4 separate regions of the Mus musculus genome follow, and all the other regions are linked to region 1. The links are chromatin contacts, called in public promoter capture Hi-C maps. All regions are on one chromosome and are shown on one strand. The core of a region is the stretch at or near the end of the contact, and the rest is flanking DNA. Distances in the headings are between cores, read along the strand shown. Region 1 holds the start of Mphosph6 (M phase phosphoprotein 6). Region 2 holds the start of Txnl4b (thioredoxin-like 4B). Region 3 holds the start of Pkd1l3 (polycystic kidney disease 1 like 3). Region 4 holds the start of Cmtr2 (cap methyltransferase 2).

What was found. Promoter capture Hi-C pulls out the DNA fragments that hold promoters and counts their contacts.
Region 2: a contact with region 1 is called in a promoter capture Hi-C map of pre-B cells. The contact joins the promoter of Txnl4b here to the promoter of Mphosph6 in region 1. A contact is called at or near these places in 1 of 39 promoter capture datasets (pre-B cells) and 1 of 484 Hi-C or Micro-C datasets (CD4 T cells).
Region 3: a promoter capture Hi-C map of liver shows a contact between it and region 1, with 4 times the contacts expected there. The contact joins the promoter of Pkd1l3 here to the promoter of Mphosph6 in region 1. A contact is called at or near these places in 4 of 39 promoter capture datasets (the HPC-7 cell line, cranial neural crest, liver and 1 more).
Region 4: a contact with region 1 is called in a promoter capture Hi-C map of pre-B cells. The contact joins the promoter of Cmtr2 here to the promoter of Mphosph6 in region 1. A contact is called at or near these places in 1 of 39 promoter capture datasets (pre-B cells) and 1 of 484 Hi-C or Micro-C datasets (CD4 T cells).

What each region holds. Positions count from the first base shown.
Region 1 is chr8:117,799,318-117,806,470 of GRCm38.p6, forward strand. Mphosph6 (M phase phosphoprotein 6) reads right to left here and starts at 2,657. Exons shown (of 5, transcript NM_026758.4): 1 at 2,535-2,657. The coding sequence starts at 2,585.
Region 2 is chr8:109,563,232-109,570,384 of GRCm38.p6, forward strand. It overlaps Txnl4b (thioredoxin-like 4B), which reads left to right and starts at 2,661. Exons shown (of 4, transcript NM_175646.4): 1 at 2,661-2,832; 2 at 5,659-5,866. The coding sequence starts at 5,735. Dhx38 (DEAH (Asp-Glu-Ala-His) box polypeptide 38) reads right to left here and starts at 2,630. Exons shown (of 27, transcript NM_178380.2): 1 at 2,260-2,630.
Region 3 is chr8:109,611,557-109,618,709 of GRCm38.p6, forward strand. It overlaps Pkd1l3 (polycystic kidney disease 1 like 3), which reads left to right and starts at 2,678. Exons shown (of 33, transcript NM_001286454.2): 1 at 2,678-3,267; 2 at 4,783-4,905. The coding sequence starts at 2,961.
Region 4 is chr8:110,213,924-110,221,076 of GRCm38.p6, forward strand. It overlaps Cmtr2 (cap methyltransferase 2), which reads left to right and starts at 4,037. Exons shown (of 2, transcript NM_146215.4): 1 at 4,037-4,163; 2 at 7,117-7,153. The coding sequence starts at 7,137.

The DNA of each region.
Region 1 (7,153 bases), core at 1,407-3,906:
TCTTGGTGGCAAAACCTGACTAACTGCCTCCTATCTTCAATTTCGCCTTAGCGGATACATGAAGGCACACAGTCAGTCAGTCACCCACATCTACACTGGACAGAGGATAAGAACATGGCTGTGAACCAAGCATGTCTAGGGTTCGGAAGACCTCAGAACACACTCTAAAACTAGCAATTTCACCTCCCTCAAAACTGAGGGTTCAGAGCAGACTCTGGGAAACTATAGCTCTCCAGCTCCATCAGTAACTGTCTAGGGTTTTTTGTTTGTTTGCTTGTTTATTTCTTAAGGTTTCCCAGATAGGATTTCACTGTGTAGCCCTGTCTGTCCTGGAACTCAGGATGTAGACCAGGTTGGCCTTGAACGCAAGAGATCCACCTGCCTCACAGGCCTCTTCAGTGCTGGGATTAATGAAGCATTGCTGTATGATGTTTTCTATAAACTTGGGTTTTTCCTCTGGGCCCCAAGCTCCCATAAATAACAACTCTGAGACTCAAATATATTTACAAATACCTAGGCCAGATAGCATCCCAGCTCAGCTTGCACTCAAAGCTCATGGGGGAATGCTCACTCCCCGGCCCTCGACACAGCACCCGTTTATGCCTTCCTTCCTTTTCTTGGAAACACGTTCTCTAAGAGAGTTTTCATTTCACCATAAGCACTGACAGACCACAACTTCACATGGTGAGGCTTAATGAATCAAATCACCTTTAAGATGGTGGGGATCTGCTACCACCCATTAGAAACACTACTAGGAATGCTGTTTCCTGGGCTAGCCATATGTAAGAGGAGACTCTATTAGGCTGCTGGGGCACAGTGGGCCACAGCTCCCAGACAGCTACACCATCCTGGGGTAAGCTACTGAAACTCTATAGTGTACTGTGTAGCTAAACTATACCGCTTGGTAGGTAGGACAGCTCTGTTAAACACATGTTTATAATACTGTTGAGTCAGGCGTTGTAATCAAGCTCCCCGTGTGTTAGAGACAGGTGCTACAGGCTAATCATTACAAGCAGAAGCTCTGGGGCCAGATGACCAGTCTTTTCAGCTGTTACTTCTGTCTCAGATACCTCAGGTGTCAGAGATGACAACTGTAACTCCTTCAAATGTTACTATGTGAATTAAGTGGTTCAGTATATACACGGAGAACAATGCCGGAATATTGGGAGGACCGTGAATACGTTCTATTAGTATTATTTAAGCTTCAAGAGTTAGCTTTTCCCTGTCTTAACTCCTGTGTTCATCCGCTTTTAACCCCTTTTAAATTGTGGTTAAGCTGCTTCTGTTTTAATGATGTCTGAGACAGGGTCTCATATCCAGCTCAGGCTGGCCACAAATTAAGCTCCTGCCTCCACCTCCCAAGTGCTGGGATTACAAATGTGTGCCATCAAAGCCACTTCAGCTGGCTCAACTTCAAATTTAAAAATCATGGGCTGGGGAAGTTGGCTCAGTGGCTAAGAGCACCCTTGACTCTTGCCTAAGTCCTGGTACTCATACCTGCTGACTTAAAACTCCAGTTTCAGGGGCTCCAACACTCTCTTCTGGCCTTCGCAGGCACCTGAACACACATGGTATATATACAGCTATGCATGCACACACACAAAGGGAAACTCATTTTGTTTAAAAGTTAGTGGAGAACTCATTTCACCCCACTAACATTTTCTCCATTCCCACCACGAAGACAACCTTCACCCAGAACACAGGAACTTTTTTAGCTCATCCTTTTGGCTGTGAGCTTTCACGTTGTTGGGCTGGGCCTTTCTGATTAACCATCATCCACAGTTCAGTTAAAGTGGCCTTAAAAAAACAATAACTAGCCAGGCGTGGTGGCGCACGCCTTTAATCCCAGCACTTGGGAGAGGCAGAGGCAGGCAAATTTCTGAGTTCGAGGCCAGCCTGGTCTACAGAGTGAGTTCCAGGACAGCCAGGGCTACACAGAGAAACCCTGTCTCGACCCCCCCCCCCCCCAACAAACAAACAAACAAACAAAAAGCAATTAACTCAGAAAACAGTTTCCTCCTGCTCATGAGGCAACAGGAACAAAACTTCAGCCTGGCTTACAATTCCTTGGATGTGTGACCACTAAGATTTCCAGCCTCATTTTATGCTCCTTGTCTTTCAGACGTCCGAGCTACCTTTAGTTCTTTGCAACGTCCCTGATTTTCTCCTTCTTAGCTTCTGGACTCACTTTCCCTCAGTTTAGGACACTACCTGCCATCCCTCACGTTGTTCCTCCTTAGGGACCACTTCTCGCGAGAAGTCTAACTTCCCAGGCGGCCCAGACACTAAAGCCACCACAGCACTCAACTCTGCAGGCTCTGATGAACGTTGTGCAGGCTCCCTCCCCACATCAGGCTAAGCAAAATCTCACCCCTGGTGCCCAAAGGCCCGCAGGCTGAGCGAATGAATGGGGTGCGCTGGCCGCGGCCATCCCGAGCCAGTCTGCCCATCGCTTCGGCCCGAGTCCCACTACGGAACATCTCGGAGCTCAGCAGCCTCCCCGCCCGACAACCCAGCATTCCCGACCTCAGCACCTTCATGCGCAGCAGGTTCTTGGATAACTTAGTCTTGCGCTCCGACGCCATGTTGGACGCACTTGCAGAGGCTTTCCCGCCGCACTGCGCTTGCGCACGGTCAAGAGCGGAGCTAGATAAGACGACGCTCTAGACCCGCCCGGGCCACGTCGCTTACAGGCGTGGCAGAGCTTTAGCTCCGCCCCCGCGCCGTTGCCACGCCCCCGATTAGGCACACCCATCGCGCTGCCCCGCCCTAGTGCTCGGAGCTGCTTCTGGCTTCTCCAGCTCCCGGAGCGCGTCTCTCCGCAAAGAGCTGTGGTAAGAGCTCGGGCCACCGCGGGGCGACTGCGATTCAGGGTCCCAGGGCTAAACTCAGGAAAGGCGGATTAAGGGGAGGACGCTGGAGCTGTAGGCGGGGCCTCCACGACACCCGAGGACTCCCTAACGACCCGGTCTGGAAGTTCCTTGCTGAGGTCCTAGCTGAGGCCGCTGAGGTTGCTGCCAGAGTTTAAAAGTTTTAAAAATACGAATGGTGGCTTTCTATGAAGCGTGTTTTCTAGAACTCTCAGTAGCCCTGAGCCGCTGGTGTCGCTATGCTCTGTCCCAGAGTGAAGGAGGTGGTCACAAACCCAGGCTGCGTGATAGCTGTAGGGCTGCACACAAACCGTGGAAGACTGATGAATATGCATACACCTGTTCGCTGTGCATCTTGGAGCCTGAAGGATTTCCTTCTGGAATGGGAAGAATGGCAGGAACTAGCAAGAGCTGTACGCAAGGCGACAACTTGTGAAGGGGCCAGGGGTGGTTTAATGGGTGAAAACACTTGCTGCCAAGCCCGAGGAGGACATGAGTTTGATCCCCGGGACCCCCGTGATGGAAGGGCAGAATGGACTTCCACAAGTTGTGGTGCCGTACCTCGTAAGTATACGGAAGGACACATCACTGGCATGTAATAAGCAACCCGCTGGAGAAGTGGTAAAGTCGAGATTCATAAAGCATTCCGGATATTAAACGCCCTGCAGGTTTTCTCAGTGGAGTAAATAAAGACATAATGTGTTAAGTGGTTACAGAAACACATTTACTCATAACTGTCAGTGAGACATGGGTGAGCACCAAGGGGCTAAAGACACATTCCCACCCTTTCCTGGAGCTACATTAGAAAGCAGTAAATACCGTGGAAGGAAGAAAATGGCTGCAGCCAGTGACTTTTAGGGTCACTTTAAATTTAATCCAGGGTGGCCCTCTTCAGATCAAAGTGGGAAGGCTTGAAAGTCAAGAAAATATCGTTATATGAAGCCTTGGTGGTAGAATGTACCAAAAATAAAAAATAAAATAAATAAAAATCCTGCTATCTTGTTACCGGACTAACCATATATGGCAGACTTATGTCTCCTTCCATTCAAATACTGAAGTCCTGACCCCCATTATTTCAAAATGTGACTGTGTTTGGAGACAGGGCTTTTCAAGAGACAACCTTTAGGACGAACCCACATCCAGTGTGGCTGGTAGCCTTTCTTCCCCTGTGCTGTAGACGAAACCTACAGCCACACACTAAGCTTACCACTTAGCTAAATCTTCAGCCTCCTGTCATAAGATGAAAACTTCTGAGTGCACCAGAGGTGTGTGTGCTAAAAGAAAGACCATTTACACGCCAAGGAAAGAAGCCCCAGAGAAGCCAAAACTACTACTACCTTGGTCATGACTATAAGAAATACATGTAGCCGACACCCAACACCCCCTCCCACCCCACCCCTGTAGTATTTCATTATGGTGACCATAGAAAAATGAAGTATCATGTAACTATAAGTTACAGTTGTGACAAGAGCTTGCTGACCAAAGATGGCATAGCAAGAGTCCCTGAGCCTCTCTGGCCTGGCAAAGGCAGTGTATCCCAAATGGTATGACATTTAATTGTTTCAATAATCCCTTGTTTTCTTAGCTCCCACCCCTTGTTACCCCTCTGGCTTATGGTGTTGTGTTTTATTTTGATATTCCACCCCACCCTAAATTTTCACTCTAGACACTCCAGTGATGCCCCTCCTATAAAAAGAAAAAGGAGGATTTGTGGGATGTGAAGCTATGCTAAAAGGTTTGGTAAGGTAGAGCAGGTTGAGACCCGGAGACTTGGTGGGCACACACCTGAGACTTAGTCGACTTCCACTCCTGGCCTTGTTTTACATCCTACAAGTTAGCCAAGGACTAGTTAGTCCTCCCAGTCATTCCCAGGGCTGTGTGCTGTAGCTGCAGGTCACCCACTCCCCATTTTGCAAATCTGAAACTCTACCAAGCAAACAGTACACAATCATACCTGCTAATCCACTTCCTAGAATTCTGACCTTGGCTACTGTGTAGGATTTTGAAAGAAGTGCCTGAGGACAGAGGAGAAGAAAAGGTGACTTAATCTCCAGGAAGCTCGAGGGTGTCTGAGTTAACTCTTGAAGGATGAGTCCTTTTGGGTTAAGAAGAGGAAAACATCGTCCTTTGTGGATGTAATAGCATGTGTACAACCATCAACGGCTGGCCAAGCTCCATAACTTCATTCAGACCTCCATTATTTCTAGTCTACTTGAGCACTGGGTTTTGATTTGTTTCCCCGAAACAGGGATGCTATTGTCTCAATTCTTCAGCACTCGTTTGAGAGATAAAGACCAAAGTTTTCAAGCAGTCAACTAAAAACATTCTGTATTTTTATTTGGTGTTGCAAATACTTAAAACGAATACCCAAAAGTCCTACCTCTCCAAATGTAATACATGAGTAGTAATTTAAGACTAATAGTGTAATTGTGGCTTTGAATTGCTCCCCACAGGGAAGATAACTCCTTAATCTTTTGATGGTACTAGATTATAGAACACAGGATAGATGCTCTACTCAATAACATGTTGTGATTAAATACAATAAAGAAATCACTGTTTTGTGGTCAGAAATATCCTAAGTAGGTCTTCACATGGTTCCGAGTCATGTCATGATGAAGTTGGTTGGGATTGTAAAGGCCAACTACTGGATCCATCAAGAAGAGGACTCCTCTCTCCATATTGAGTCCTCCCACCCTTTCTCTCCATGTCTGCAGTACTGACTTCAGAGCTGCTGTGGCAGCACACACCTTCCCCGTGCGGGAGCTGGGGGAGAAGAGTCTGGGGCCTGCAGAGGATGCTCTCATGCAGAGATTGAGGCAGATGGTATATTAAGTCCCACTTGCTACTTTTGCTTGTTTGTTTCCAAGTACCAGTTATGAAGGGGCATACACAAAACAGATTTATTGGGATACCCCGTAGTTCCTAGAGTTGACGAGGGGGCTTAAGAACAAAGGGAAAAAAAAAGGGCAGCAGCCAGGACCACCAAGGAATCTTGGAAGCAGGGATGAATGTAAACTGTCACTGGGTGAACACCAGCAGATTTCTCAGCTCTTAAGGCACTCTGCTCACAATTTCAAAGTCAAGGAGGGTCTCCATTTGTCCTGGTTTAGGGTAGGACTTGATTTATAATCCCAGCGGGAGGCGAGAGACTTCATAGTGGGGAGAGTAATGCTTCAAAGAGAAGTCCTGCCTTTCCTCCAAGAAGAGACAGTCATTGTGTTCGCCCAAAATGGCAGTGGCAAGGACAGACACCCAAATGAGGCAGGGAAGGGGAGGGCGTTGTTGAGACAGTCCTAGAGGAATTTAAGTGTTGATTGGGAGGCGCATAATATCCAATATCAAGTCTGTCTCTCCTCACAAATTGTGCTCCTTCTTCCTGCTTCCCTGACTCATTCATTAAACAGGTACTTACCGGCTGGCTGGCTGTCAGGAACATGCAAATTGTGAGTCCAGGGCAACCCACCTCAAACCTGAAGCAGTGCAGTGCGTCCTCCTGCTCTCCTAATAGGTTACTTATTAAGTTCTGTCGGCTACTTGTGCAGAGGTATAGACATGGTTTCACAGGCTTTATGGATAAGTACTTTCTTTTTAATTTTAAGGATATATTTATTCATTTTATGTTTATGAGTACAGTGAAGCTGCCTTTAGACACACCAGAAGAGGGAATTATATGCATTACAGATGGTTGTGAACCACCATGTGGGTGCTGGGAGTTGAACTCAGAACCTCTAGAAGAGCAATCAGTGCTCTTAACCTCTGAGCCATCTCTCCAGCCCCCAGGACACGTACTTTCTAAACATGTCTTGACCCTGGAAACTAAATGACTGGAATACACAGAGGAAATTAAAGCATGTTAAAATGAAAACAAACAAACAAAACAAAATGTTTTCTTGCATGATTCTTTTGACACAGTTGGGTAGAGAGAACCTCGGTTAAGGAGAGGGCCTGAGGCAATGCCCCTGGGGCATTTTCTTGATGGCTTGGATGGATGTGGGCAGTGCCACCCTTTGGCTGGTAGTCCTGGGTTGTGCACGGAAGCTAGCTGAGCAGAAGCAGGAAGCAAGGCAGTGAGTGAGCAACATTGGTCCACGGTCTCTGCTTTGGTTCCTGCCTCCCGTTCTTGTCTTGGTTTCTCCCAGTGATAGTTTGTAAGCCAAAGAAACACTTCCATCCCCAGCTTGCTTTTCATCAGAATGTTTTATTCTTTTTTTTTTAAACCCCAGAACGTAAGCCAAACTAGGACAATTCTCTTGTTGTGTATAGTGTCCTTGTGTGTGTGTGTG
Region 2 (7,153 bases), core at 1,411-3,910, 8.2 Mb before region 1:
AGCTGACCAGTTCCCACTCCAACACATCCAAAAGGCACAGAGACACATGGACACGGACCACACCCCAACACATCCAAAAGGCACAGAGACACATGGACATGGACCACACACTAGGATCGAGAAGGTGTCATCTAGACAAGAATCAACCTCACTAAGGGCTTCTTACCAGACTAGAATGATTTTTATAAAGAGAAGTATAGGGGAACTGGACTTAAGTCAGAAACCCTGATTAAAACCCAGGCGATTGAGCTGGGCATGATATGCACCTGTAATCTCAGCACGGGAGGTAGAGGCTCCAGAGGGGGGCAAGTGGGAAGCTAGTCTGGGCTACATAGTTTCACACTAGCTAGGATATTTAGTGAAGGATTCACTCATTTATATTCTTTCTCTCTCCTTCTCTTGCTCTCTCCCTCCCAGTTTGTCCCTCTGCCCATTATCTCACTCTTCTACAGAACACACTTCCTCCCACTTATGGGCCAAAATAATCACCTCTAGGAGTCCCCATTAGCTCCCTGCCTCTGAACACAAGCCAGGCATGCTTGCCTTTTTCATATGAACTGTAGCAGCACATCCCACTTCTCTAGTGAGACAAGAAAGAAAGAAAGAAAGAAAGAAAGAAAGAAAGAAAGAAAGAGAGAGAGAGAGAGAGAGAGAGAGAGAGAGAGAGAGAGAAAGGAAGGAAGGAAGGAAGGAAGGAAGGAAGAAAGGAAGAAAGGAAGGAAGAAATAAACTAAGTAACTAACTCACTCCAGGCTCTTGGCATTTTCTGGTTTTTTTGGGACAGTAAGCAGTTGTCTTGGTTAGTCATTAGTTCTCTATGTGTGAAACCACAATCACTTCTGCTTTCCACAATCCACAGAACCACTGTGAGAATCAATTGTTGGTACACTGATGTGACGGTTGCATACTTGGTATTATGCTCCTGTACCCTGACTTCCCTTCCTGGTTTTTGATATGCATTCTCCCACCCACCCATCCCATTCCCTTTAAGTCACAAGTTCCACAGAGCAGAGAAGTTAGCTAGCACACGATTTCACCATCCATATTCTACACACTTGCTGACTTTTGTTGTGGATCAGTAGTGGTTTGTGGGAAAAGAGAAAAAAAGCATCCCATAGCAGGCAAAAAAAAAAAAAAAAAAAATCTCTTGAATAACAAACTGTGTTCGCCAAAATTACTTCCAAGAAATGTTAGGAAAGAGCATGTCTGGAACGTGTTTCAGAGACTGTAAGACCTCCCAGGTGTTTGGCTGATGTCAAATTCATCTTTATCTAACACCACCCGATTATAAGCTTGGACCTATGTTGGACATGTAGTTAATTATTCTCATTCCGATTAAGTTTATAAAGCATGAGAACTGTGACTTTTGAATCTAGACTTCTTTTGCTGTGTTCTAATTAACATGCACAGCTCTCCCAAGGGGCGCTGCAACACAATGTGGATGAAGAAGCAAAAGTTTCCCGAGGTAGAAGAGAGAAACAAAGTCGCATCTTATATGCATATTAAGAAATCTTGACAGGAAGGCTGAGATACAACGACTTACATCCTAAAGTGTCATTTGCATGCAAGCAGAGACTACTGTCTGTCTTGTTAACAAATGGCAAAGTAAAAACCTGATTAGATATCATTTATTGAAAGCGAACAGGAAGTCAGACATTTCTCTGGACAGGAAATTATTCACAACACAGGACAAGGAAGGACTTAATTAGCGGCTCAAAATAGCAAATAAAGCGGTCCACGGCCAGACTATGGAGAAACATCGGTGACAAAGAAGCCACAATGGACTTCTCAGGTTAGCAACTGCTTACTGCATGCGTCGTTAATCCACTTGCTATTCTCAACAATACCGATAAAGGAAAAACAAGAGCCCTTTCCTCTTAGGGTTAATACTCTACTTATAGATTATCCGCCAGATCTAGTGGAGACTCTTCAGTGAGACAGGAGGAAGGCACCAGAAGCCCTACCCAGGCTCTCCAACTATCGGGTACCAGGTTCGCGTACTGCCCTAAACGAGGGCACAGGGAGGACCCCTGAATCTCCGTGGGGCCGTTCCCAAACACCGGGATGAGACCAGAACATGGACAAAGTCCGGAGAAGGCTGAATGAACTTCTCCGCTCAAGCAAATAGAGAAACTTGGGTAACAAGGACTAGAGGAACTCTGAAATCAGGGCCCAAACAGAAGCCGCGAGCCGACACCGGCCGCCTGGAGCCGCCATGGCTGCCGAAGGACAGATCTGGAAAGAGAAAGAGACGCTCACCTCACCAAGCACGACTCTCGAGGCCTTCGGTTCCTGATCTGGAGACGCCAGCGCGGCCACCGCTCGATCCGAGGGTCTCAAAGAGGCAAATTCCGCTGTTTGAAAGCGGCCATCATCGTCCCATAATGCCCTGCGCGGAGCCTTCTATCCGTCCAAAAAGACCATCGAGAGCAGCCCACAAATCCAGGGTTCCGGGACGCCAGAGTGCAACCCCGCGAACAGGCCTTCCGAGCCTCAGTCTCTTCCTCTGGGTTCAGAGTCTCCTTGCGACCAATCGCGCTTGGCGTAAGAGTCAACACCCCGCCTCTGGCTCGGGGGTGTGCAAGGGAGGACAACACGAGACCGGCCATGTTTACTAAGGGCGGAAATGACGTCACTTCCTGTCGCTGGCGGCCAGTGCAAAGTGGAAAGGAACTAAAATAATCTTGTCGGATTACCGGACTATTGACTGGGGCGCGCGGTGGCACGTTCGTTTTCTGCGTCCGTGTTTCTCACTTCCGTTTGGGAGGATTTTTTTTTTTTTTTTTTTTTTTTTTTCCTGTCGGAGGAAGCGTTTCTAAGGATACAGCCCAGGTTAGTTGGGGTCTTTCCCAGGATGGCAGTGAGGAAAGAGGCAGTTGTGCCCTAGCTAACCGGTGGAGGAGCCCGGGTTGCTGACATGTAGACCGAAGTGTCCTCCATGGCACCTGTGAACCAGGGGGAACCCAACCACCAGGTTCTTATCAAAAACATGCGTTGGGTGTTTTGTAGACGTCAGCCCTGACGTAGATTAAAGTGACATACCGCTGTAATCCCAGCAGTTGTGAGGTTTAGGCATAAAGATTGCCACAAGTTTGAGGCCACTCTGGGGTACTAAGCGAGATCCTTGGAAAATAAGTTCATGTTCAGATATGTCCTTTGGTTATATCTTAGGATGCTTATTTCCATTATCCTATGAAAGCATTACACGTTAAGTTTCTACAAAAAAGAAGAATCAGACTTTACATACTGCTTCCGAATCTTTTCTTAGTAGCTGTATAAGATAGTTCGCAAGACTACTACTATCAGTGCCCTGTTGACAGACATGAACATAGGTCTTTGTGTCTATGTTCATATTCTCAAAAGTAGAGCTGTTGTGTAAAGAGGAGGCCAGTTTTCTTTCCAAAGAGCTTTTGCATCCAAATTCCAACGAAGTAGGCATGCCTCCGCTCTCTCTCCATTCTGAGTGTTACCGTCTCACTTGGTGTTTGTAGACTCAATGCATTTCTTAAATCTGCCTTTTAACTTGCTATCCTTTGTCTACGTGCAAAACTTGGCTTTCCAAATGTGTTTAGTGTTCATAATTTTTATGATTCTCCATTTGCATCCCTCATGCGAACACTGTCTTGGATGTGGTGTCGCTTTCCCCCTCCTTCCAACATCTGGCCTGTAGCACACCGACCCTCTCTGGTGACACGCCACACTCCCCCTTCCTCTTTTTATTACTAGTACGGGATTTGCTTACGTGAATTCTAACGGCGAGACGGGTCCAAATTCTCTTTGTGTTTCTCTTTCATCAGTAATTTGTTCTACACTCACAGTTGATGAAACCCCTCCTGGAAGTCAGCTTCCCTATTTAAAGGGTGACCTACAGGCTGGAGAGATGGCTCAGAGGTTGAGACCACTGACTGCTCTTCCACATGACCAGGGATTCAGCTCCCAGCACCCACGTGGCACCTCACATCTATCTTTAACTCCAGTCCCAGGGAATTTGACATATAGGCAGGAAGACATGCACATAAAACTATTAAAATAAACTGTGGCTTATAGGTGGAACAATTTCATTTCTTGTGTAAATTTTATTCATATCTTATGTGTGCATTGTTGTGTATGTGCATGAGTATATACTCATGTATATACACCTGTCAGTGCATGTTTGTACACCAAAGGCAACCTTAGGTGTTTGGGTTTGGGTTTGTTTTGTTTTGTATTGTTGACAACAAGGTCTCAGGCTGCCCTGCAACTTGGTGAACTGGCTAGGCTGACTGGCCACCAAATCCCAAGGATCTGGCTGAGTGCACTGAGTTCGTGAGCTACTCTCGCAGGCCAGGCTTCTTTTTAGATGGCTTCCGGGGATCGAACTGGGTCCTCACCCTTCCCAGGCAAGCACTTTACTAACTGAGCTATCCTCCCAGCCCTAATCCAGACCACGAAATATAATTTTTGATGAAGGGGAGAAAGGCAAATCACATTTCATAGCATTAACAAGCCTTGAAATTAAATGCAGAGTAACTAATATCCCAGTTGCATCTTCTGTGGGTACTGTCAATAGTGACTTGTCAGTCATGGGATTTTTCAATTAGGAAATGACTTGCCAAAAATTAGGAGCTAGACTAGCAATTTTGTAGCATGAGTTCTAGCCTTTGTCTCACAGCTAGAAGAGTAACAGAATGAACTAGTCTATAGAGTGAGAAGCCCAGCACCAAAGGAAGACAGAGAGAAGGTCAGATGAGGCCCCTCTACCTCAGTCTCCTCTGAGTCATTTATTTAATTATGACTTTCACACACTCTTAGTTGGTCTGTTTGCCATGTGATTAAGTGTATCTAGGAAGTCCCCTTAAGTCAGGACTCGAGAATATACAAACATTCGTCAATGAAGGACCCATGAAGTATGGTCCACAAATGAAGTAGTATGGAATCTCAAAGTCTTTTGTGTAGGGATATGGGAAGTTCAGTAAACGTTATATTAAAACAATGCAAAGCGCAGAAAGGGTGAATCATGTCCCCACCTCTGCCACCCCACCTTCCAGCCACTCTCCCTCCTACTCCAGACTGCTGAGGTCAAGTTTGTCTGCTTCAGCACTTGCCATAAGCTGTGGTTCTTTCTGCAGTCTGGCAGTGCTCTGAGGCACAGCCGCATCCTTCAGCTGCAGGCGGGCCTCCTTTGTGCAGATGCTTGCCTCCCTACTCAGCTACCCGTGGCTCCCCCAGGCCTCTTGGGTGGGAGCAGCACTCTGAAGTTAAAGCTTTGCTTTGTCTTCCTACTCTGATGTGGCTTTTTTAAAGATTTATTTATTTTGTGTGTATGAGTACAGTGTAGCTGTCTTCAGACACAACAGAAGAGGGCATCAGCTCTCATTACAGTTGGGAGCCACCATGTGGTTGCTGGGAATTGAACTCAGGACCTTTGGAAAAGCTGCCAGTGCTATCAACTGCTGAGCCATCTCTCCAGTCCTCCTACTCTGTTCTAATTCAAATCTTTAATTTCACTTAGAAACACATGAGAAATTATTGTGAGAAGTTACCTAGTGTGTCAGGATGGACCCAGAGGTGGCAAGCAAGGGGTGAGACGTCTTCACAAAATGGGCTTCCTAAAAGGTTTCTTTTTAAATCACCTCAGTGTCTGGTCACTACTAAATGGTGTTGTCTTCTTTCTGTTAGGACCCACGCACTTCATCTCAGCAGCCTTTAGACACTGCAGAATTGATAGTGCGGACTAGCATTGGACTTTTTCAAGATGAGCTTCCTCTTGCCCAAACTGACCAGCAAGAAAGAAGTAGACCAGGCGATCAAAAGCACTGCGGAGAAGGTGTTGGTTCTCAGGTTTGGGAGGGACGAGGACCCCGTCTGTCTGCAGCTGGATGATATTGTGAGTTTTAAATAAGCAGCCTTAATTAAAAGTTCACCTGTTATCACTCAGCATCCTGAAAAGGAACAGGATTGATGTAGATTGATGTAGATTGTCACACTTTGTCCAAGAGCTGTGCCTGTCCTGATCTGAGGCCCAAACAGACTGCGACACCTGTCCTGACACCCTTCCCCCACTAGCACCTGTCAGAACTCACCTCACTGAGCAGGCCTGGGGAGATCAGGAAATGCCAACACAGCAACAGTCGCATAGTGAAGTGCAGAAAGTTCTAGAGAGGACTGGGGAAACGCCTCCAAGGTATACAGGTTGCAAAGTGGAGGTCTGAACTGTTTCCCTGGCTGCCAGTACTCTCCTGTGCGCTGCTCCTAGAATGTGCCTTGTGGAGAAATCAGGTCTCACAGCACTTCTTCACAGTCAGTAAAGAGGGAAACTGTGAAGAGAGTTACTGTGTGTTTCTATTCACCATGGAGATTGAACTAAGGTCTTACATCTCTTCCCACCCATCTCCGCTGCAGTCATTATGAATAGTCATTATGTACAATGGATGTGTGGTGCCGGTGAGGTGGCACAGCAGGCAAAGTGCTTCCTGTATGAGACTTTGAACCTCAGTCAGTCTCTGGAACCCAGAGTGGAGGAGGGACCCAACCCTGAGCATTGTCCCCTGACCTCCATGCTCACCCGTGCTCATACCAGTCAGTAAGTGGGAATCATCAGAAACTCATGCTTTTAGCTATGGAAAAGAGTATACGTTCTAGACTAGAAGGGTAGCTCCATGGTAGAACAGTTGTCTCTTAATGTAGGAGGTCCTTGGAGCTCAGCACTCAAGGTCAATAAGAGAATTAGACTGATTGCTTCTGATACCACACTTCCAAAGTTCATATCCCAACCCTGCTGCTTAAGAGCTGTGTGTCCTGGAACAAGTAACTCCCTCCAGTGCCTCGGCTTTGTCATCTGTAAAATGGGGGTGCTGAGTGTCAGTAAGTTAAATGGTTATAGGTTGTAGGTTAAATGGTCTAACAGGTGTAAAGCGTTGAGGACAGTGAGCAGTGGGAAGAGGGGGGGGGGACACCAGGCTCTCCTGATTTTCATTTCTAGGAGGAAGGAGCCTGGGGCTTGTCGGCACCCTAAGTTGTTGTGGGTGGGTTGTCAGGAGCTGTAGTTTTTGTTTTGCAATAGTAAGCATTGAGACTAGACCTAATGCCCTACCGCTGAGCTGTGCTCACAGCAGCTCACTCCAAATGAAGAGAGACTTCTTTCTTTCTTCCTTCCTTCCTTCTTTCCTTTCTT
Region 3 (7,153 bases), core at 1,428-3,927, 8.2 Mb before region 1:
GGTTTCTGGCATGGTTTGTGTTTAATTTGTGTTCCTTTCTCCATCACCTGTTTATCTGGCTTTTATGACTGCTTATATGGCTTGGAGCGAGCTTCAAGATACGGTTCACGTGTGGTTTTGGTTTCGTGCAGGTAAGAAACAGAATACAGCCATCCGGGCCAATCCTAGTGGCAGCAAACATGGAGGACACACAAGTCTAGAGGTTTATCGGCAATAGTCTTTATGTTCGTCTGCAGTAGAATCCTGCTGGGAGTGAGGTTCCTGCTGCATGAGTAGGTCTCAACGACCCTGTCACAAAATGAGTTTTCAGGGGTAACTCTGAGATGACAGACATGTTAATTTACATCACTACATATTAGCTAGTGTGTCCTGTAACTATGTTCTTTACACAATGTGTATTATAATGTGTATGTTCTTACATAATGTGTATTATAATATATGTTCTTTACATAATGTGTACTATAACAATACACATTACTGTTCAATTAAAGAGCTTCCTTGTAGAGCCAGAGCCTTTGGTATTTCCAGACATGAATGTATCCTATTTCAGTGGGGTTCATACTCCTAAGTTATCTTACCCACTCCTTCTCCTCCCTCTCCCTGGTTCCCTGAACTTCCCATAGTGTTTCCTCTACTGGTTCCAGGTTGCCTTTAAATTCTAGCCTCTACAGATGGGTGAAACCATGTGATAATTCTTCGTCTGCATCTGACTTATTTTTGCTTAACATGAAAACTTCCAGTTCCATCCATTTTTCTGACAAATGACATGATCACATTCTCTCTGGTCAAATAAACCCATACACACACACACACACACACACACACACACACACACATATATATATATACATATATACACACACACATATATACATATACACACACACACACACACACACACACACATATATATGCCCAGAGAAGAAAATATTCTCATTGAGTCCTGTAATTGATTTAAGTCAAAAGATTTAAACCAGGCAGTGGTGGTTCATGCCTTTAATCCCAGCACTTGGGAGGCAGAGGCAGGCAGATTTCTGAGTTTGAGCCTAGCCTGGTCTACAGTGTGAGTTCCAGGACAGCCAGGGCTACACAGAGAAACCCTGTCTCAAAAAAAAAGTTAAAAGATTTTATTTATTTTTATTTTATGTATACGGGTGTTTCGTCTGTCTGTATGTATGTATACCATGTACATGGCCTGGTACCTTCAAAGCCAGAAGAAGGCTGGATCCAGCATGTGGGTGCTGGGAATTGAACCTGGGTCCTCTGCAAGAACTAGTGCTACTAACCATGGAGCCATCTTTCCAGCCCCCTATGATTGAGTTTTTCAAATAAATACTCTCCTTGTCAGCCCAGTATTCTGGCAAAGGATTGTATCCAGGATGTATAAAGGGACTCCCAAAAAAAGTTATTAGGAGAATAAGTAATGCAGTCAATAAATGGCAAATGATCTGAGCTGACACTTCTCAGACAGCTGGTAAATATGGGGAGGGGAGATGCTACACACCCTGTGTTAGACTGAGTTGCCACAGAAATAAAAAAATAAACTGGCCTTCCCTGGGAACACTTTGTCCTTTTCTCAGCACAATGAAAGGTGATGGTCTCTCCGCAGGAACAAGGACCATGTACATGTGGAGTTGGGGTCTTGGGGGCAGAAGAGCCCAGTCCATCTGCAGGTCATTTCCCCTGTAGTCAGGAAGTGGTAGCTCCCAGCGGGTTTGTGTGGATCTCCTGATTAGGAGCTTCCATAGATGTCATCTGTCAATCAACTTTCCTGCCCAGAGCCTCTCAGCCCAGCTGCTGCTTAGACACCATTAACCCTTCATCCTCAGCCATCAGGAAAATACAACCCGAAGCTATGCTGGGAATCCATTTCACGTCACTCAGAATGGCCCTCATCAAAATCGGGGAAAGTTACCTTTATACACTGTTGGTGGGAGTGTAACCACGTGTAACCTGTAGCAAACAATAGGGAGGTTCCTAAAAAAACAAACTACAAGGATGCTATATGACTCTGCTATATGAAGACTAGGTGTATACCCACAGGGAATGAAGTCAGCACTCAGAAGAGAGCCTGTGTGTCCATATTAATACTCAGTACTGTTAACCATAGCCAAGCTACAGCAGTGGCTCAGGTGCCTGTAAACAGATGACAGATGAATAGATAAAAAAGAGGATATATATATATATATATATATATATATATATATATATGTGTGTGTGTGTGTGTGTGTGTGTGTGTGTGTGTGTATGTATATATGTGTGTGTGTATAGATAGATAGATAGATAGATAGATAGATAGACTTTTAATACCAACACTCAAGAGGCTGAGGCAAGTGGATCTCTCTGAGTTCAAGTCCAGCCTGGTCTACATAGTGAGTTCCAGGACAGCTAGGGATACATAGTGAGACCCTGTCTTGAAAATAACAACAACAAAAGAAAGTTTTCCTTTTCATAAAAAAGTATCCATTTTTCTGGACACATACCTCATTGCTAGGGTGCTTGTATAGAGTGCATAAGGTTCTGTGTTAGAGCCCATGCTTTAAGAACTAAGCTCGCCAAGTCTAGTAACACTGGTTTCGATATCCACCAACCTCTCCCTGCTTGCAGGTAGCTTTGGCGTCATAATGGGTCTTTATTTGCTAAAGATACATCTGGGCGTGTAGACACAGATGGAGACATTGGTGCCCCCGACTGTAAAGCCCCGTTTGCTATTCATTTGCAGCCGGTGAGAAATAGCTTCCCTAAACAAAACAAAACCTTTATCTCCTTGGCAGGTTGTTCCCAACCCACAAAAGAACAATACGGACGATTCTGACAAACTCACTGAGTCCTATTTAAAAGCCCAGGCAGCTGCCAAGCCTCCGTACATCTTCTCTCTTCTCACTCGAGCCTCCGTACATCTCTCTTCTCACTCGAGCCTCCGTACATCTTCTCTCTTCTCACTCGGCACAGAGAGAAAAATGCTCTTGCAGAGGCGGTCCTGGCTCTGGCTGTACATTAGAATCGGTGTCATTCTGGGTGATATTTTGGGACGTAAACCAAGCATCCGGGAGCAACATGGGGGAAACAGCTGCTATCAGCTTAACAGACTTTTCTGTGACTTCCAGGAAGCAGATAACTACTGCCACGCCCAGAGAGGACGCCTAGCCCACACGTGGAACCCCAAGCTTCGGGGTTTCCTAAAAAGCTTCCTGAATGAAGAAACAGTGTGGTGGGTCAGGGGAAACCTGACGCTGCCCGGATCGCATCCAGGGATAAATCAGACAGGTAGGGCTCTCGTGTTGAATGTTGAGGGGAAAAGCTTTCTTGGGCTGTGTTCTAGGGTGGAAGAAAGTCATCTTTGGCCTTTCCACTTTTTTTTTTTTTTTTTCAGATTACATTTTAAGGTATTGTTTTTTCCCTTTTTGAGATTTATTTATTTTACGTATGAGTGCTTTATCTGCACATCTACCTGCTTGCCAGAAGAGGGCATCAGATCGATTACAGATGGTTGTGAGTGTCCATGTGGTTGCTGAGAATTGAACTCGGGACCTCTGAAAGAGCAGCCAGTGCTTTTAACTTCTGAGCCATCTCTCCAGCCCCCTTTCAGCTTTTATAATCAGAAAAAGGGTTAGTTTGACCATCAATCTCTCTCCATACGCTTTCCACTTTTGTGTCTCGGCCAACATTTGTCTCCATAGCAATGGCAATGTACTTTTTCCCCCCCTGAGACAGGGTCTGTCTGTGTAGCCTTGGCTGTCCTGGAATGTGCTCTGTAGATCACGTTCCAGGCCTTGAACTCACAGAGATCCTCCTGCCTGTGCCTCCTGAGTGCTGGGATTAAAGGTGTGCACCATCATTGACCGGTGGCAATGAGCTTTTTGTCAGAGCCTGTCTAAAACTTAATTCCTGAGTCTTCATGTATGGTGTTATTTTGCTTTATTTGATTTGGGGTATCTGGAATTTTTGTTGTTTTGTTTTATATTGTGACAGTTTTGCTTTATAGTGCAAGATGTCCTGAAACTTGGTATTCAGCACAAACTGGTCTCAAACTCTCAATCCCCCCACCACGCACCCCCCCCTTAAGTGTTGAATGTTGAATGAAGAGGAAAGCCTTTTGAATGTTGGCTTTCCAGGTATACAAATAGTTGCTATTATACAAGATTCTAAAGAGAAAAAAACTCTTACAGTGACTTTCTTTGTTATCTTTGCCTCCAGATTTCCTAAAACAGAAGCTAGGAGAGAAATTACCTCTTTATTGTTTTTTTTACAAAATCGAGTACCATAATCTTGCAATTTTAGCAAAAAGAAAAAAAAACAAGAAATTATTATATCATCATGTCTCCCTAATGTCTAGGTAATTAATTCTAAGATCTATGATTAAAATATCTAAATATTGAAGAGTAATCTATAATACTCAGGGAGAAGTCGTAACTTTTCATTTGCTGGAAGCCAGACAAGTTGGGCATATATGTGCTTTAGTGCCACCGTGTGTGGAGGCCGAGTATCAAACTCCGATGTTTCTCCTCACCTTCCACCTTGTTTGGGGCAAGGTCTCTTTTGTTGTCCGCCACAGTGTACCCCAGGTCCCACAGGTCTCTGGGATCCTCCTTCCTTCACCTCCCATCTCACCTAAGAGCACTGGGATTACAGATATGGGAGGCTACCATGCCTGGCCATACATGGGCTCCAGGGATTCGAACTTGGGTCCTCACATCTGCCCAGCAAGTGTTTTGCTCACTGAGCCACCTCCCCTGTCTAACTCTGAAGAGTGGGACTTAACTGAGTCTGGTGCCCCTCCAGGAGGTGATGACGTCTTAAGGAACCAAAAGCCTGGCGAGTGCCCTTCCGTGGTCACACACTCTAATGCTGTCTTCTCAAGATGGAACCTGTGCATAGAGAAGCATCATTTCATTTGCCAGGCTGGTGAGTCACCAAACTACATCAATTTTAGTTTCGAAACTGGTATTACATAAGGTATGCACATGAGAGGATAAATTTTAAATAGTCTGGAATTGACCATTGGACAGATATAAGAATTTCTATCTTTTTAAAAAGATTTATTTATTTTATATATGTGAGTACACTGTAGCTATCTTCAGACACAGCAGCAGAGGGCGTCAGATCTCATTACAGATGGTTGTGAGCCACCATGTGGTTGCTGGGAATTGAACTCAGGACCTCTAGGAGAGCAGACGGTGCTCTTAACCACTCACTGAGCCTGCTTTCCAACCCAAGAATTTCTATTTTTAGTTTTTTTTTTTTTAACTTGTCCTGTTTGCCTGTGGAGATGGGAGTTGGGGGTTGGCACAGGTGCCGCAGGACACATATGGAGGTCAGAGGTCAACTTGTGGGGGTCAGTTCTCTCCTACCAGGTGGATTCTGGGGTTTAAACTCAGGTCATCAGGCTTACTGGCAGGTGCCTTTTGCCTCCGAGTCATCCCTCCAGCCTGCAGTTTCTAGTTTCATAACACTGGCTATCCCAAGAAACTGCCCCTTGGAGTGAGTGATGTCTTCACCCCTCCATGCTAGCTGCTAGATGAACTCTCACGGTCGACCTGGGTGAAGTGCAGGAGAGACTGAGCTGGTAGCTTTCCCTCCCCGAATGCTCACCCCCAGTCTGATCAGCACTGGGCTGTTAGAGACAGAATGAGAAGGAAATGATAATGTGGCGTAGGAAAACGAGAAGACCAGAGGCCATGAGCTCTAAGAAGTGTGCTTCCCTGCATCTGGAAGATTGGAATGGTCAGTGTATGTGTGTGTGTGTGTGTGTGTATGCACGCATGTGTGTTGGCATGACTGTCATTTCTATATATGTGCACATGAATACATGAATTCAGGTTCCCATAGAGGCCAGAGGCACTGGATTCCCACTGGGGCTGGAGTTAGAGGCAGATGTGAGCTCCTGACATGAGGTCTGGGACTCAAACTCAGGTCCTCTGCAAGAAGTGTACACACCCGCTAAGCTAACTCTCCACATACCTGCCATTTTTATTACACCCGGCAGTGGCCTCTGCCTTCACAAAGCATTCAGCCTTGACCTGGTGGATTCTTGAAGTCCTTGCCATATTACAGACAATTTAGACAGACATTTTATCCCACTTTTTTTTTTTTGACAAGAGTCTCACTTTGTGGTTCTAGCTGTCATGGAACTGGCTCTTTAGAACAGGCTGGTCTCAAACTCCAAAAGATCTTCCTGTCTCTGCTCTAGTAGCACTGGGATTAAAGGTGTGTGCCACCTTGTCTAGCCACATCACTGTGCTTTTCAAACCTACTAATGTGTTCTCCTTAACATATGAAGTTGCTGTAGCTAACAAAAACAGAATTCATTGCATCATCACTCTGTCCCAAATAGAAAGACCACTATCTTAGTGTATCATCGCTGTGAAGAGACATCATGACCAAGGCAACTTTTATAAAGGACCATTTAATTGAGGCTGGCTTATAGGGTCAGAGGTTCCGTCCATTATCATTATGGTAAGAAGCATGGCAGCATCCAGGCAGATATGGTGCCGGAGAAACGAAGCACTTTACATCGTGATCCAAAGGCAACCAGGAGATTGGCTTCTGCAAGCAGCCAGGGGAATGCTCTCCCTTCTGCACTGGGCAGAGCTTGAGCCCTAGGAGCCCTCAAGGCCCACCTACACCATGACATACTTCCTTCAACAAGGCCACACCTATTCTAACAAGGCCACAAGTCCTAATAGTGCCACTTCCCATGGGCCAAGCATATTCAAACCACCACAACCATCTTCCTCAAATAGCAGTAGTAAATGCATTTGTCTTGATGTAATAAAGTCCAGCTTCAAGCCTCCATTCTTCACTATTCCCAATGCCTCATGGTGTTCATGTCTACTTTACATTACCAGACTTCAAGTCTACTGTTCTAAAGAGCTCACCAGTGTTAATGAGGCTAAGACAGTAAGGCTGACACCCTCCCAGGTCAGCAGCCCATTTCCCCCTCACAAGCCGCCTCCCTAATGTTACCCGGCTGTATTACCATTGTGAGTCACCCATGATCATTACAGAAGACTGTTTCGCACAGCCCACTCCATGTGACAGAAGCATTTTTTTTTTTTTTGAGACAGGGTTTCTCTGTGTAGCCATGGCTGTCCTGAAACTTGCTCTGTAGACCAGGCTGGCCATGAATTCAGAAATCTGCCTGCCTCTGCCT
Region 4 (7,153 bases), core at 2,787-5,286, 7.6 Mb before region 1:
CAACTGTACAGAGGGCGAGACTTCCGGGGGGAGGGGGGGGGACCGCGGGGGGCGGGGAGGAATTGCAGCATCGTGCTAGAGCAGAATTTCTCAACCTGTGGATCCCGACCCCTCTGAGGGTCATATGTCAGATATCATGCATCTTAGATCTTTACATTACAGTTCGCAACAGTAGCAAAATTACAGTAAAAGAGTAGCAATGAACTAATTTTATGGTTGTGGGTCCCACAACATAAGGAATGGTTTTAAAGTCTTGTAGCATTGGAAAGTTGGGAACCACTGCACTAGAGGGATAAATATTCCTCCCACTGGTTCTGCATGGTCTAGGTCATTTGCCTTACACACACACACACACACACACACACACACACACACATACACACACACTCACTCAAAATAAAATAAAAATAAAAATAATGCTAGTTCTATTAGATTATTACCCCTCTCTTATGGCCTTATTCAACCTTAATCCCTGTCTCCAAAAGAAGTCACAAGAGTTTTAAGGCTTCAACATGCAAATTTGTTTTGAGGAGACACAACTCAATCTATAACAATGTAACTGTATATCTATATCTATATCTATATCTATATATATATATATATATATATCTAAATATATATATATTGTTTTTCATTTTTTATTTTTATCTTTTTTCTATGCTGGAGAATGAACCACAAAGTTATTTTAATTAAAAGACGTATCTTAGGCTAGCACATTATTAATGACAATATCAAACTCTTGTTTTAAGGTTAATTTAAAATTATTTTAATGAAATTTATAACCTACAAAATACATCTCAACTTTTCTTTACTTGGTAAGTAATTCAACACCATTTAGTCAGAACAAGCATGAATTGCTGTGAATTTTTTTTTTTCTTTTTGGTTTTTCGAGACAGGGTTTCTTTGTATAGCCCTGGCTGTCCTGGAACTCACTTTGTAGACCAGGCTGGCCCCGAACTCAGAAATCCTTCTGCCTCTGCCTCCCGAGTGCTGGGATTAAAGGCGTGTGCCACCATACCTGGCTGAAATATTTTTTAAGAAGACAGTTCATACTGAGTTTTAGTCCTAATATATGTTAAAATGTAGAGTGAAGTTTAACTATATGATATGGTAATAAAATAGACAAAAATTGCTCTTATGATCGATGTGTGCAATTTTTATATTTATGCTTAAAATTAACTTTTTTGTAATATTTGTTTCTAAACAGTATGCAAACAGCTTCAAGATCCTATTTGCACTGAATATTACATTGTAGACATTCTACCCAACGTTACAGGAGCCAAGTTGGTTATTAGTTTTACTCTAATTTCCTTTTGTGTGTTACTTTTCTTTTTAAAAAAAAAAATTAATTATTTATTTACTTTACATCTGGATTGAAGCTTCCCCTCCCTTCTCTCCTCTCAGTCCCTCCTTCTCCCCTCCCTCCATCCACCCCTTCTCCCTCTCTCCTCCGAAAAGAGGAGGCCTCCCATGGATAGCAATCAGCCTTGGTATAGCAAACTGCAGTAGGACTAGGCGTGTCTCTTCTATTGAGGCTAGACAAGGCAGTCCAGTTAGGGGCAAGGGCTCCAGAGGCAGGCAGTGCAGTCAAAGGCAGATGCTGCAGTAAGTCAGAGGCAGGCAGTGTAGTGAGAGGCAGGCGTCATGTATCCGCTTCACACATCTGGATCACTTTGTCTTTCCTAAAACCTTTTCAACAGCCCACTCTCTTGCTTTTCTAACACGCATGCCATTCATCTTCCTTTAACAACTATTGCCGCTGCCGATACACCTTTCTGAGTCTGAATGGGAATGATGGAGATGGCTTGGCACAGCTGGCAGCAATTTGGATTCAGGCAGACTCAAGTTCACACCCTGACTCTGCTGCCTGGTGATGACATAACTTTCAGCGAATTGTCAGATTGTTCTCAGCCTGCATTCTGTTCCTAAAACGGAAACGGTAAGTGTATTTATGTCATGTAATTAAGAGAACTAACAGTGCAAAAGCCCCACAGTTCTTCAGCAAAGGTTTTATGGTCACCGTTTGTGTAGTGACCATTTTACCCAGGGAAGACTCCCTACATCCTTTGCTGTTTGGAGTGTTCATGACAGTATTTATAAACACGGTAATTTCATCTAACAGATTACAAATTCCTCACATACTCCTGGGTTCCACAAAAGAACAGCATTCATATATTGACATTTTAAACTAATATTTATTATCAGGAAGGTGGCACCTTGTAGGTCACCCATGCTCTAGTGGATGGTCCTATGCACATACTATCTGCTCTAATTGGAATCAGTGAGCTACAAAAAAAAGAAAGTAAAGAACATTGTATGAAATGGGGAGGGGGGAGTTGGAAGAGGAGGAGGGTGATCAAAACATATTGTACATATGTATGAAAGTCTCAAAGAATCCCATTTAGAAAGCAACAGAGTCTCTCCAACGGCTAAAATGAAAAGACAATGCCAAAAAGTTGCATTATGGGTAGGACTACAAAACGGTGGAACACTTCAGAAATCTGGGGAAGTCTTAAGAAGTTACACACACTCAGAACTCTGGGGAAGATTTAAGAAGTTACACACACAGCAGCTGCGATTATTCTCTCCTCTTGGTCGCTATGCCTGCTGGATGACTCAGTTCCTCCACATCTAAGTCACACAAGAATAATGAAAACATATGCTTACAACAACATATTAGAAAGTCCCCAAACAGGTCCATTCGTAATATCACCAGTCTAGAAACTAAACAGTCAGCCTTCAGTAGAAGAACTGATTAAAGTCAACCCACAGAATGACAAACCCCTTGCAATATAAATTTTAAAGACACAAGACAATACAGATGAAAACATTTTAAATAATAAATTGAACAGGGAGAGGCTGAGAAGAGTCAAAGTGTAATGATTGAATTATGTGAAATTCTAGACCAGATCATCTAAATTAGGGTGATGGGAAATACAGTGATAGCTGCTTCTTGAGGGTGGAAGACTAGGAAGGAACTTAAGGGAGCTTTTCTAAAATATTCAGTAGGTATTTGCCTGCTCCACAAGAGGAATTCATGCCTTGTATTAGTTATGGCCCAAACCCATAACTAACAAATCGTGGGCTCTAAGGGAGAGTCCACTGATTTTTTTTTTTTTCTCTAAATGGTCAAGTTGCCAAACTGCCTTCTGAATACGGTGCTCTTCCCTCATCTCTGTCAAAGTTCTGAGAAGTGACTGACAGCTCAGCCATAGACAGGCCATCTACATAACACCTGCTCAGGGAAGGGGAGTGCAGAAGAGTGGGTGAAAAGAGTGGGAGAGCGAGAGGATGAGGGAAGTGCTGTGAAGCGCTTTCCTCTAAAAAGGATGGCTGTTACACTTATAAACGCACAGCAGCTGTGGCTACCCCACAGCTGGGGAGGTGGAGACAGGTGGATACCAGTGACTAGCTGGACAGTCTAACCTAACTAGAGAGTCCCAGGCCTGAGAGTCCATCCTCTGGTATCCCTGGCTGACATGGAACTCTCTATGTAGACCAGAGTGACTTAGAACTCAGAGATCTGTTTCCCTCTGGCTCATGAGAGCTGGGATCAAAGGCTTGTGGCACTACACCGGGTGGTTTTCTTTTTCCTTGGTTTATTAATATGTAAACACACCAAGTGATGATACTTCCGTTTCTTTAATTTGGTTTTGCACTCAAGTTATCCATTGAGCTTCAATTTTAATGCAGTCTCTCCTAGGAACTAGCATCTATCTATCCAGGGTAAACCTTCGGGTACCAAAGCCCAGTTCCGTTGCCATGGCGACCCGCTGAGACGGACAAGTTTCTCCGCACCAGAGCTCAGCTCCAGGAGTTGCCACCCTCCCGAGTGACGTCGATGCGCGTGACGATAGGCCTCCCGGAAGGCGCCTGTGCAGTGTGGCTGTCAGAGCCTCGCAGCCGGTGGGGGCGTGGTCTGGAGGAGGATCTGGCTCCAGTTGCGCGTGCGCAGGTCCGGGCGGTCTTCCAGGCGCTCCCTCCTCTTTGTCCGCGACCCGGTTGCCAAGTACGCAGAGGAGACGCCACCCCCGGAAGCTGTTCCCGGGAGCGGAAGTGGCAGGTGGCTCGTTAGAGTGAGGACCGCGTGTGCGGTGCTACTCTGCTCCTGCTCGAGGGGCTCTGGTGGGCGTGGGCTGAAGGAATGCGGACCCGGCTTCTCGGTGAGTGACAGTTCCCGGACGGTTCGCTGCGGGCAAGGGGCGGGGCTGCTCAAATGAGTGTTTGAGAGGTGGCTGTCCCAGGACCCAGTGTGAGCACTGCACATGCCCCAGTGTTTTTATTTCCTAGGAAAAGTTGGCGGGACCATTGCTAACACTCCCTATGCTCACTTAGACCTGACAGCTGTTGAGAACTTAAAGGCTTTGGTGTTGGACTTACAAATTTTATAATCATTTCCTTGTGGCTTTGGACAGGAAGCTTCCTGTCTTCCACTTGGAGCCTGCAAAATAATACAGTTGATACTCATCAGCCTCACATGCACTTTGGAAACGGCATGCATTTAGTTGAAAAAAAATTTTATGCATTTAATTGAAATTTTTTTTGTTTTTAAGTCGTACATTGAAATGCTAGGGTGAAATTGAAATGCATTATTCTGTTCAGAGCTTTGTCTTTTGGGCTAAGTGTAATATTCGTCCATTTATCCAGTTAATGTTAGTGTACTTAAGTGCCCACCAGCCACTGTTGGAACCTTTTGGGGTGGCATGTAAGTGAGCAAAATAAAAGATAACTGTCCTGCAGAAGTGCGGAGCTTACATTCTGGTTTGAGGAAGTTGAGAACGACAAGTCACAAACAGAACACAGGGGAAAAGAAATAAGTGATAAACATGAATGCCGTGGGAGAAAGTGAGGTAAGGGCCATGGGGAGCCCGAGATGCAATTTCAAAATAAGTGTGTTAGGATAGGCTTCACAGAGTAAAGTGCCTTCCAGCAAATACCAGGAGGAGCTGAGGGGATTAGCTAGATAGATACTTGGGGGAGTAAAGCCCAGGTAGAGCTTGCCTCTTAGTATTGAGCAAAGTGTTCCAACGTGGTGTGGCCTGGGTCTTCAGTGAACAGCAGGCTTGTGTGGCTGGAGTGGAATGGATAAGGGGGCGGTAATATTAAGAATGAGTTGGCAGCAAGGCTCAAGTACAGTCAGGAACCTTGGAGCGTTTGAATCCTTTTAGTTGTTTGCAAGTGAAGGCAATTATCCACTTAATTTCGGTAAGATTTCACAGCTTAACCACAGCCACTAATTAGTATGTGAAGTTAATGACTAAAAGTAGACTTTTTTTTTCCCCCCAAAATAGAATGTATTGGAGGTCTAAATGTAGCTGCGGTTCCCAGTAAGCACAGCGTGGATCAAGACAGATGAGCTCATTGTAGTAAATTTTCTGTTTGCTCTTACGTAGAGTTTTTGTGCGTGCAGAAATGCCCTGCTTTTGCCTCCCCCTAAGAGCTTTTCTAAATACAGTTTCTAACTGTTAAATGATGTTGCTGTTTGTGACAGTAAATCTCTACTCACGTGGGACTCGTAAGTAGTTGTGACAAACAAGATGATTAAAAAAGGTACCCACTGCTTTAAGGAGCTTACCAACCTGTACACCAGATGAACACAGGATAAAATACAGGATGAAAAGGGATGGGAAGGTTTGCTAAGAGGACAGGACTCAGGAAGCACCAATGTCATGATGTCATTATGGTCATAGCTAACCTTTATTTCTCAGTTTAGATTTCCTTTGAGTTCATCTTGCTCAGCGTACAAAGGAGCGCGCCTGACTCACGATTTTCACCTTGAATGTCTGCTTTCTGTAGGATGGGGATTTAGTTGTCAGTTTTTCTATGTCTGACGTTTTATGTCTAACCATTTATTGGATGAATTGACTATGACATGATTGCAGAGCATGAACTGAAAACTTAAGCACTCCTCACCATCGGGTGACATATGACACTCAGCGTTCCACATGGTGGAATTTAGAGCTCTCCAGCAGTGCCATCTTTCTTTACCTTAGCCTCTGTTCTGCCAAGATAGATGTTTCTAGTTTCCTAGGCAGTTAAGGGTTTTGTTGTTGATGCTGTTGTTAGGGGTTTTGTTTTGTCTACATTTATTTATTAGCTCTACTTCACTCTAACAAAACCCCTACAATAAGCAATGTAGGAAGAGAAGGGCTTATTCTGGCTCATGGTTTCAGAAGTTTCAATTGGTGGTCAGTTAGCTCATTGCCGTTGGCCCTATGGTGAGGCAGTACATGATGGAGAGTGCACAAAGAAAAAGGACTTTTCACCTGGTGGCAGCCAGGAAAGGACATGGAGGACAGGGGTCCTAATAGCTACTCAGTAACCTAACTTCCTTCCATTAGGCTCCACCTCTTAAAGGGTCCCCCTGCTCCAAGTAGCATCATGAACTGGGAACCGAACTTTTCTCTAGAGGGTTTTGGGGCAGTATTTCAGATCCAAACTCTAGCTATGAATAGTAGGTGATGGCTTACATGGATGATTGATACCACCAAGGTACCTGTCTCAGTGAAATGTCATCAAAGTGTATAAAGCAAGCCTTGTAAGTTGGCTAAGTTGCTGGCAACAGAGAGGCTTGGCCAGACCAGTCTCAGATGATCAGACACCCTCCAGCCGGGAAGGTGGGTTACAAAGGGAATTAATTATAAGTGCCAAAAGGAGTTTGATTTGCAGTCACGTTTGAGGATGAAGTGGAAGGATGTTCATGTGTTTACGGTACATGGGTTGTGTCTAATCTGAGAACAGAGAGCTTTGGGGAGGAGCCAGGTGAGTTGCTATGGCAAAAGCTGCCACTCCCTGCTAAATACTGTTAGGTGCCACCTCTTTAAAAAAATCATTTGAAAGACCAGTATTTGAAAATAAGAAAAACATTGAGCCCCAGAATAAAACATATTTTCCAGGACATTGATTAAACTGTAAGGAGCAGAGCTGGAATTTATGCTGAGGACTGATGGCTGTCTAGGCCTCTCCCCTTTATTCCGTGTTGCTTTGCTTTGTAACAGTGTGCTGACATCGGCCTTCACATTGTACTGGGTTTGTTGAAGTGTGATCAGATTTTCTGCAATGCTGTTTCACTCACTATAAAGGTGACCCTTGTAACCTTCCGTTTTGTCTTCTCAGATTTTTAACTCAGTTTGACAATGAGCAAGCGCAGAAA